Linked DNA regions of Sus scrofa: region 1 is linked to region 2. A link is a contact called in public Hi-C data. All regions are on one chromosome and are shown on one strand. Each heading gives the region's core, a stretch centred on a gene start, on an enhancer-like site or on the middle of the called end of the contact. The rest is flanking DNA. Distances are from core to core; before and after follow the strand shown. Region 1 holds the start of ZBTB11 (zinc finger and BTB domain-containing protein 11). Region 2 holds the start of NFKBIZ (NFKB inhibitor zeta).

Region 1 (3,667 bases), core at 1,074-3,573, 150 kb before region 2:
GACTATAATTTTGACTTTGGGGATTCTCTGAAAGGATCTCAGGGCTTCTCAGTACCAAACTTAGAGAACAGCTGTTCTGGACACTTAAGGATTTCAAAATCCTACACAGCCACAATTCTATCTCTCTTGCTTAAAACAAACATATACACAGTCTGGGATTTTTGGTTTTTGGTCTTTTAAGACACTGAACACTAAAAAACCATACTGTTTAGATAACACAGATAATCCATTTAGGGAAGGAAAATCCTGAACAATAAACCCCATTTAGAACCATATAATAGTGGTTAAGAAGACTCTGAAATCACAAAGGTCAGCTCCTGATAAAAGATATAAATGTTTCCCCATCTGTAAAAGAGAGGCATAAATGTTTCTACCTTACCAGGTTTTATGAAGATTAAATGAGTGAAAATAAACTAAGTACTCAGCACACACTGTCTACCATGTAAAAACTTCAACAATGTTATCCTCACCCTTCACAGATGTGTCTCTTTAAAGAAATCTAATGCAGATACAGGTTTAAAAATATAAAATAAACTAAGGGAAAGTATTTAACAACATAAAGCGGGGGTGCTTTTGAAAACACGAAAGAACTATTTAAGAAGCAAGAAGAACTCTCCAACAAATTTATACACGTAAAAGAACTTTTGGAAGCTGTTCAGTAGTCTTCCTTACTTATAGATAAGTACATCATAAATTAATTCCTGCAGAGCCGTACGGAGAGTGACCGAATCCCTCCTGACAAAACCTTTTATGGGCCTGCAAACTTTTATTACTAATTTTAAGAGAACAATATAAACATTCACCAATTTTGTGGAGAGTGAGGACAGTAAAGAAACCAAGGGCCGTTTCTTTCTCTCCTCCCTTGTTTCCTAAGGAGTCAAGAAACTTCGTTGCTATACTCCTTGACCAATCACAGAAACTTCATCTTTCCCAGGTATGTGTTGTGTTTCAGGGTTTTCAAAGCGCTCTTCACATTATCAACGGGATATATACTAAAAAAAAATCTTATAACACTATGTAAAAATATAACATTCAGAATTCAAAATATCTGCTATTAAATCCTTGCTCTAAAAACTAGGGCCCAAAATGACTTTCAAACAACAGCAAAAGCCAAAAAACCCTGTTTCCACGTAGTCACTCCAAATCACTTCTGCACAAAATCGCATGATTCCTTAATTACGCCGCAGTAGCGTGCTATGAGGAATCCCGGCAAGTGGACACGCAGAACCTCAAAACCACTGGCCAAGACCCTAGTGGAACGCCCTGCAGAAAGCTTCCGGACTCTTGGCGGACCGTCCCTTCCCCCAACCATCGGCACAAACAGGAACTCAAAACGCACAATACAGAGCACCGCAACCGCCGCCCGCCTCCCGCCGCCGAGAAACTTCCGCCAAGAGCAGGAGCCACCGCCTCCCGAGCTACCGAAAGAGGAGGGCCGGGAGCCGCCCGCGAGTCCCAGCCCCTCCCCGTGGCTGGGCCGGCCCCCGGGGAAGCCCCCATTCGCCCCACCCCGAGCCAGGACCCGCCCCCCAGCTTCCCCGGCCTCCTTCCTGTGGGAAGTGCGGCTCCTTTCACGTCCCCCACCCTCTCGGCTCCGCCTGGCAGCCACTCCGCCGCTAAGCGCAGGCCAGGCTGGACCGGCGAGTGGTGCCGGAGAGGAGCAGTGCGGGCCCTCACACTGGCGATGCACACAGGCCTGCCTCCACCTGCGGGCCTAGCCAGGCAGCAAGCCGCCCGCCCTCCCCCTTGCCGCGGGCGAGGTCCTACCTCGCCACCAATACGTCTTGGACAAGTCGTGCCAGGTCTGATGCTGGGTGTGGTGAGTGCCGCCTGGACCCAGGTGCGCCGCCTCGATGAGACCCCGGCGCCGCTCGGGCTGCAGCACTACCTCCAGCTCGGCGAAGGTCTTGCGGTGCCTCTGCCGTCGCTGGTAGTACAAGGTCCCATCGCGCACCACGTAGCAGGCGGCTGCCTTACGGATTTTACGCTTAACATTGCCCTCGGTGCCCGGCGCGTATGGCTCGCACTCGTTCGTCAGGTAGCGCAGGATGGCCTGGTAGCTTTCCTCGCTTGACATCGCTGACGGCGGCTCCCTGAGGGCGCCTGTCAATGGCAGGAGAGAAAAACAGTGCACTGGCTCCAGGCGGATGCAACAACGGCGGCAGCACTGTAGGGAGTTACGACTGTGTCTGTGGTGAATACTCTTCGACGGCGCCCGCAGCGCGGAGGGAGAACCGACGAGTTGGTAACCAGGGGGAACTGCACTTCTCCAGCGCGCGGGATCCGCTGGCGACTGACAAAATGGCTGCTGCACCACCGGAAGTGACGCAAATCAAGGGCAGTGGGTGAGGGGACTAAGCCCTGATTGGAGCTGGAGTGCAGAGGCTTTCTGGATTGATCTAGCGGACTGAGTGACGTCAGGACTGCGGTCGGACATTTTGGAAGCGGGTAGGCCCTTCTGGGGAGACAGAAGTGGTTTGGGGCAGACATCTTAAGTCCTGGCAATTTCCCTTTTGATTTTTCCCTTCTTTCCCATGCTCTGAGCACGTGTAGGAGCTTGTGGGCAGTTGTTTATACCCTCGGTGATACCTTAGGATGTAAAGGAGCCTTTTTTTCCTACGTGACGACGCTTGGAGACCCTCGACAACGCAAATACGCCAGATTTTGAGGCTCTTAGTAAAGTATTAGTCAAGGGATACAAGACCAAAGAATGCCCTTTTACACGGAAATGTAGCTTCCAGTGTTATAAAATCCAAGTCTCTCCGTTATAGGAGTTACTGTAATTTCTAAGAATCAGCTGGTTCAAAACTACGCATGGTTTTCCTGGAATTATCGGTTGATTCAGTGATGATTTTCTACCAGTGAGGGCACTTAGACTAGCTAACACTATTTCCTTACAGCTTATTTACATATATTTTCACATTAGCTTGGGAGGAAAAATTTTCCATTTTACACCCAACATATATTGAAGGCACAAAAGGCCAAGGTAATTCGACCTACGTTTTCCAATGTGCATTCTAGTTGAGATATTTAGCCTGGAGCGGTCCTGGTCAACCCGTCCCTAGGTCGGATATGCAACGCAGATTAGAGACACAGGCCTATGACATTTAAAGCTACTGGGGTAGAGCGCTGTTAGTGCTTAAACTGGAGCCTGAAAACCCTGGGCCAACCCTCTTACATCCCATCCTGGAGTCTGCAGTCGCTTGGGTGAGGGTCTAACCCTTACGGATACAAGTGAAGACAGACCACAGTTGAAAGCAGTAGGCTCAAAGAATGGAGTGCAGTCTGCACCGTGCTTGGGCAGCGGGGGCGGGGGAAAGAGGGGGGGGTGTCAGAATTTCCTAACGGCCAGAGATACTTAAGGCAGTTTAATATTCTAGCTATTGGTACCTGAACTGCCAGGCCCAGAAAATACAGCTGCCAGGATTAGGGTTTACATAGGCTGCTCATTCCACAAATTACCGTTGGGGTAGGAGGTATTAGAAGCAGACACGCATTCCTCCCCCGCCTCCACGGGGTGGGGCACCCAGAGTGGGTGGTCCAGATCCACCCTTCCAAGGGTATTGTGCTGGGTCAGCACTACCACTGTTTTCCTGTGAAACTAAGTATATTAAAATTGTTGGGTAATCAAGTCATGTATGTGGCAGAGAAGCCAAGTTAAAAGAAA
Region 2 (3,721 bases), core at 402-2,901:
TGCTGCCCAGCCCTCTTTTCTTTCCATTTGCTTTCCTCTTTCCCACTGCCTCTGCCCCAGTGTCAGGGCAGTTCTCTTTTGGGATATTACAGTGGTTTCTGATGGCCTCTGGGCCCCTCAGTCTCACCTCTCTGAGCTGTTTCCAGATTGTTTTGCCTGTCTCAAATTCTTTCACATTCACTCAATGTTTATTAGAGACTCAGTCTCAGCCTGTCACTGGAGGTGCTCCACCCAAGGGCACCAAGTTACCTTTTTACCTTTAATGTTGTCAGTTTCCCTTTGACTATCCTAAAAGGGGCTGTAAGCTTTTATCTGACCCCTTTGCTTAATTCTTTGCTAATACTGTTCCCTCCTCCTATAAATGTTTTGGGCTGAAACCCCACCCCTCTTTTTGGGTGGCATCTTATCTCCAATGACACCTTCTTTGCAAAGATTTTCCTCATGACTTCATCTTTCCCTCTCCCAGAGGTTGTCTTTCTTTTTAGGACACTCGCTGAACTTTGAATCACTCATGATATTTAATCATACTCAGTTTCTTTTAATATAGCATGTATGTATTTATTCTCAGAGGATTAAAATATACTTGAAAGGGCAGATATAACTCATTTATCTTTTGTTCCTGCTAACTACTAGGCAAGTTTTTAACAAGTAACAGGGATTCAATTAAAAAAAAAAAAGTGTTAACTTCATTAAAATGTTTAAGGTAGGAAAGAGCAAAATTCCTGTGTTTATCCAACACAAAGTCATGCAGAAATGAAGAAATTACATCTATATAAATACTGACACATACATGTATACTTATCATTTTGCTAAGGTGCTTCCCCCCCATATTGAAGGAGACAGGGATACAGGGCATCGCATTTTATTCCCGGCTGCACCAAAAAAGAAAAAAAAAATCATTGCCCAGACGTTAACTGAGTATAGAAAAATGACTTCAACATCTCTCTGGGACGTGGCCAAAAGGAACGTTGCCAAACGCTAAGTTGAGGGAAGACGGGCCTTTAAGAACCTTCCAGAGACACTTTGGCTGGGCTCGCAAGAAGCTTGGGGCAGGGCGGCAGGAGCGCTGCGTGGCGCGCACCTTCTAGCACTTCCTACTCCGTGGAACCAGGCCGACCTGTTCCCATCGTTGCCTCCCCGCCTCCGCGCCGCCCTCCGCGGATGAGGCCCGTGCTGCGCGCCCCCTTTCTGGGCGCCTAGGCCAGGCGGGCCGGGGCATCTCGCGGCGGCGGGCGGCTGGGGCGGGGCTCGGTGGTCCGGGGTCTGGGTTTCCAGGTGAAGGGCAAGAAAACAGCCCTTCGGTCTGGGCGGAGCCTGGCGGGCGGGGTGAGGGCGGAGGACACATTGCTTCATCCTGTACATTTTACTGGAAACAGGGCGCATCCGGAGGAGGGGCCGGGAGGCGGCCGGGACGCTGCCAATGGCCCGATCGCGGACGGGGGAGGCTGGCGACGCGACGGCCCCTTCTCCCCGCCCCTGGCCGCGAAGGCCGGTTAAATAGTCGAGCAGCCCGGGGCCGCGCCCGTACCCGCGTCGGTCTCCGAGCTCTTCACGGCCACAGCCACAGCCACAGCCAGAGCCGGGAGGTAGCCGCGCTCAGCGAGCCGGTGGCACAGGTGTCTGGGGTCCCCGAGCGCCGAGCCCGGGAGCATGATCGTGGACAAGCTGCTGGACGACAGCCGCGGCGGAGAAGGGCTGCTGGACGCGGCCGGCGACTGCGGTCTCATGACCAGCCCGCTCAACCTGGCCTACTTCTACAGCGCGTCGCCGCCCGCCGCCGCCGCCCCCGGCGCCTGCGACGCGAGCTGCTCGTCGTCTGGGCCCTCGGCGCCCGGCTCACCTGGCTCCGACTCCTCCGACTTCTCCTCTGCCTCATCGGTGTCCTCCTGCGGGGCGGTGGAGTCCCGGCCGAGAGGCGGCGCGCGTGCTGAGCGGCTGCAAGGTACCCACCGGCCCGGGTAGGGGAGGCCCCTGGATGCCAGCCTGCGCGCGGCCCACCGGCAGGGAGGGGAGTCTGAGCCGCCCAGATGCAAGTACCAAGGCCAGATGTTGGGTGGCCTCTGCGTCTACCTTAGCGGCTTTCAAAATCACGCTAGCCGCCATTATTAGGCGACTACTGGATGCCTTGCCCTGCGTTGGGTGTTTCATGCCGTTCGATGTCGTTTGACCGTCTGTGAAATCTGGGCGCCGTCCAGCTGACCCGGTAGCTTGAAACCTACAGCTCTAACTTGGGGAGGGGATGACGTTAGATTTTCTCGTTTTTTCTTAAAAACAAAACAAAACCAAAAGCACCTTTATTAAGCTCTAATTCACATTCTGTGGTGAGGTTTTGGATCTGATGCAGTTGTAACTTTTTCTTCTGACTGTTTTGGTGAAAGGCTGTAGCTGGTGATAAGGGTTTGAGCACAGTATCGAAGGTCGTGATTTATTTCTTCCGAAGTACGTATTTGTGGGATTTTTAAATAAAGGAACTTTATAAAAAAAAAAGAAACCAATATTATCAAGATATGAGATGAAACTGGCCGAAATCCAATTTATACCTTGAGTTTGTGATTTTTCTGAAGTCTGCCCAGAATTTCTGCACTCTTGTTTTGTGTGCCTTTGAATGGTTTAGCTGTATCTGGCAAAGAAAGGCGTAGTGTTTTCTTTCTTGGGCTGAGAATTGTTAGTTTCTTTTTCTTAATGAACCTAGTTGTATAATTTGGGGGAAAACAGAATGCCACTGTAGATAAACCAAAGAACTTCTAGATAATCTCAAATGTTGGAAAATTTAATCAGCATGATTTTAAAGAACATTTTCTGTCAGGTGTTCCCCACTGCCAGCCACTCCTGTTTTGGTTGTGTTTTGTTTTAAAATGAGATTTTTCATTTTAAAGTTTAAAAAGTGATTTAAGCTGTTCCGTTGCATAACATGCCCCCTCTATGTTAAGTGTGTAGCAAATGCAAAAATTGTACATTTAGAACCTTTTTTCCCTTCACATTTGGCCTTTATCTGGCTGAAACTAACTTACTAGTTCTTTGGTTCACCGTAGGGGATTTCTGAAACTGAATATTTCTCCCCGTGACGTTGAATTACTAACTGTTGTCATTCCTGGGAAATGCTGTGTTTGAGTCTGGCAAGATAGACCTAAACTTAAACATAAAACTAACTAGTTGTTTAATTGGCCCTATCCAGGAGTTGTTTCTTTCATAGATGTAATGATATGTATGTGTTCAAATTACGCCTTGTTTTTGTTCCCATCTTATTTTTTTTCTACTCTTAACAGAGCTGCTGAATTATTCATTTCCTGACTCTTTGTGTGTTTACTTGGTGTTCAGCTCATCTCTAGAGGTTGTGACATAGTAGTGGTCAGAGTGGAATGCTGTACTCACAGACCTACATTTACAGTGTATTTTCAGGCTTAAATATGAAATGAGATGATTTCCTTTTTACTTAGAAGGCCTGTGTGAGCAATTACAAAAACAGTCGGTGAGGGGAAATCCTGTGTGTGATGTGGAAATGTGTTTAAGCTCAGTGAATTTAAGCAGCTTTCTTGGCATAGCTGAACTAAAGGAAATAAGAAACTGAGACATTGTTAATTGTTAGGTTTTGTACATTGAGATCTTCCGAAGAGGTTTGTTTTGTGCCTTTTTAGGAGAGTGGAATTGATAAACTTAAAAATTTTTGTGTGGACTAAAGCCTTTGGCTTGAAAAGCTCAAAATTCATCATTTATTTCTTGC

The links. Hi-C and Micro-C count contacts between places; a contact is called where the count stands out from the background.
Region 1: a Hi-C map of liver shows a contact between it and region 2, with 4 times the contacts expected there. The contact joins the promoter of ZBTB11 here to the promoter of NFKBIZ in region 2. A contact is called at or near these places in 1 of 5 promoter capture datasets (liver), 2 of 47 Hi-C or Micro-C datasets (heart right ventricle and liver) and 2 of 2 datasets of contacts at active chromatin or transcription factors (alveolar macrophages and skeletal muscle).

Annotation. Positions count from the first base shown.
Region 1 is chr13:157,420,680-157,424,346 of Sscrofa11.1, reverse strand. ZBTB11 (zinc finger and BTB domain-containing protein 11) reads right to left here and starts at 2,323. Exons shown (of 11, transcript XM_003132695.5): 1 at 1,768-2,323. The coding sequence starts at 2,077.
Region 2 is chr13:157,270,493-157,274,213 of Sscrofa11.1, reverse strand. It overlaps NFKBIZ (NFKB inhibitor zeta), which reads left to right and starts at 1,651. Exons shown (of 12, transcript NM_001315599.1): 1 at 1,651-1,942. The coding sequence starts at 1,651.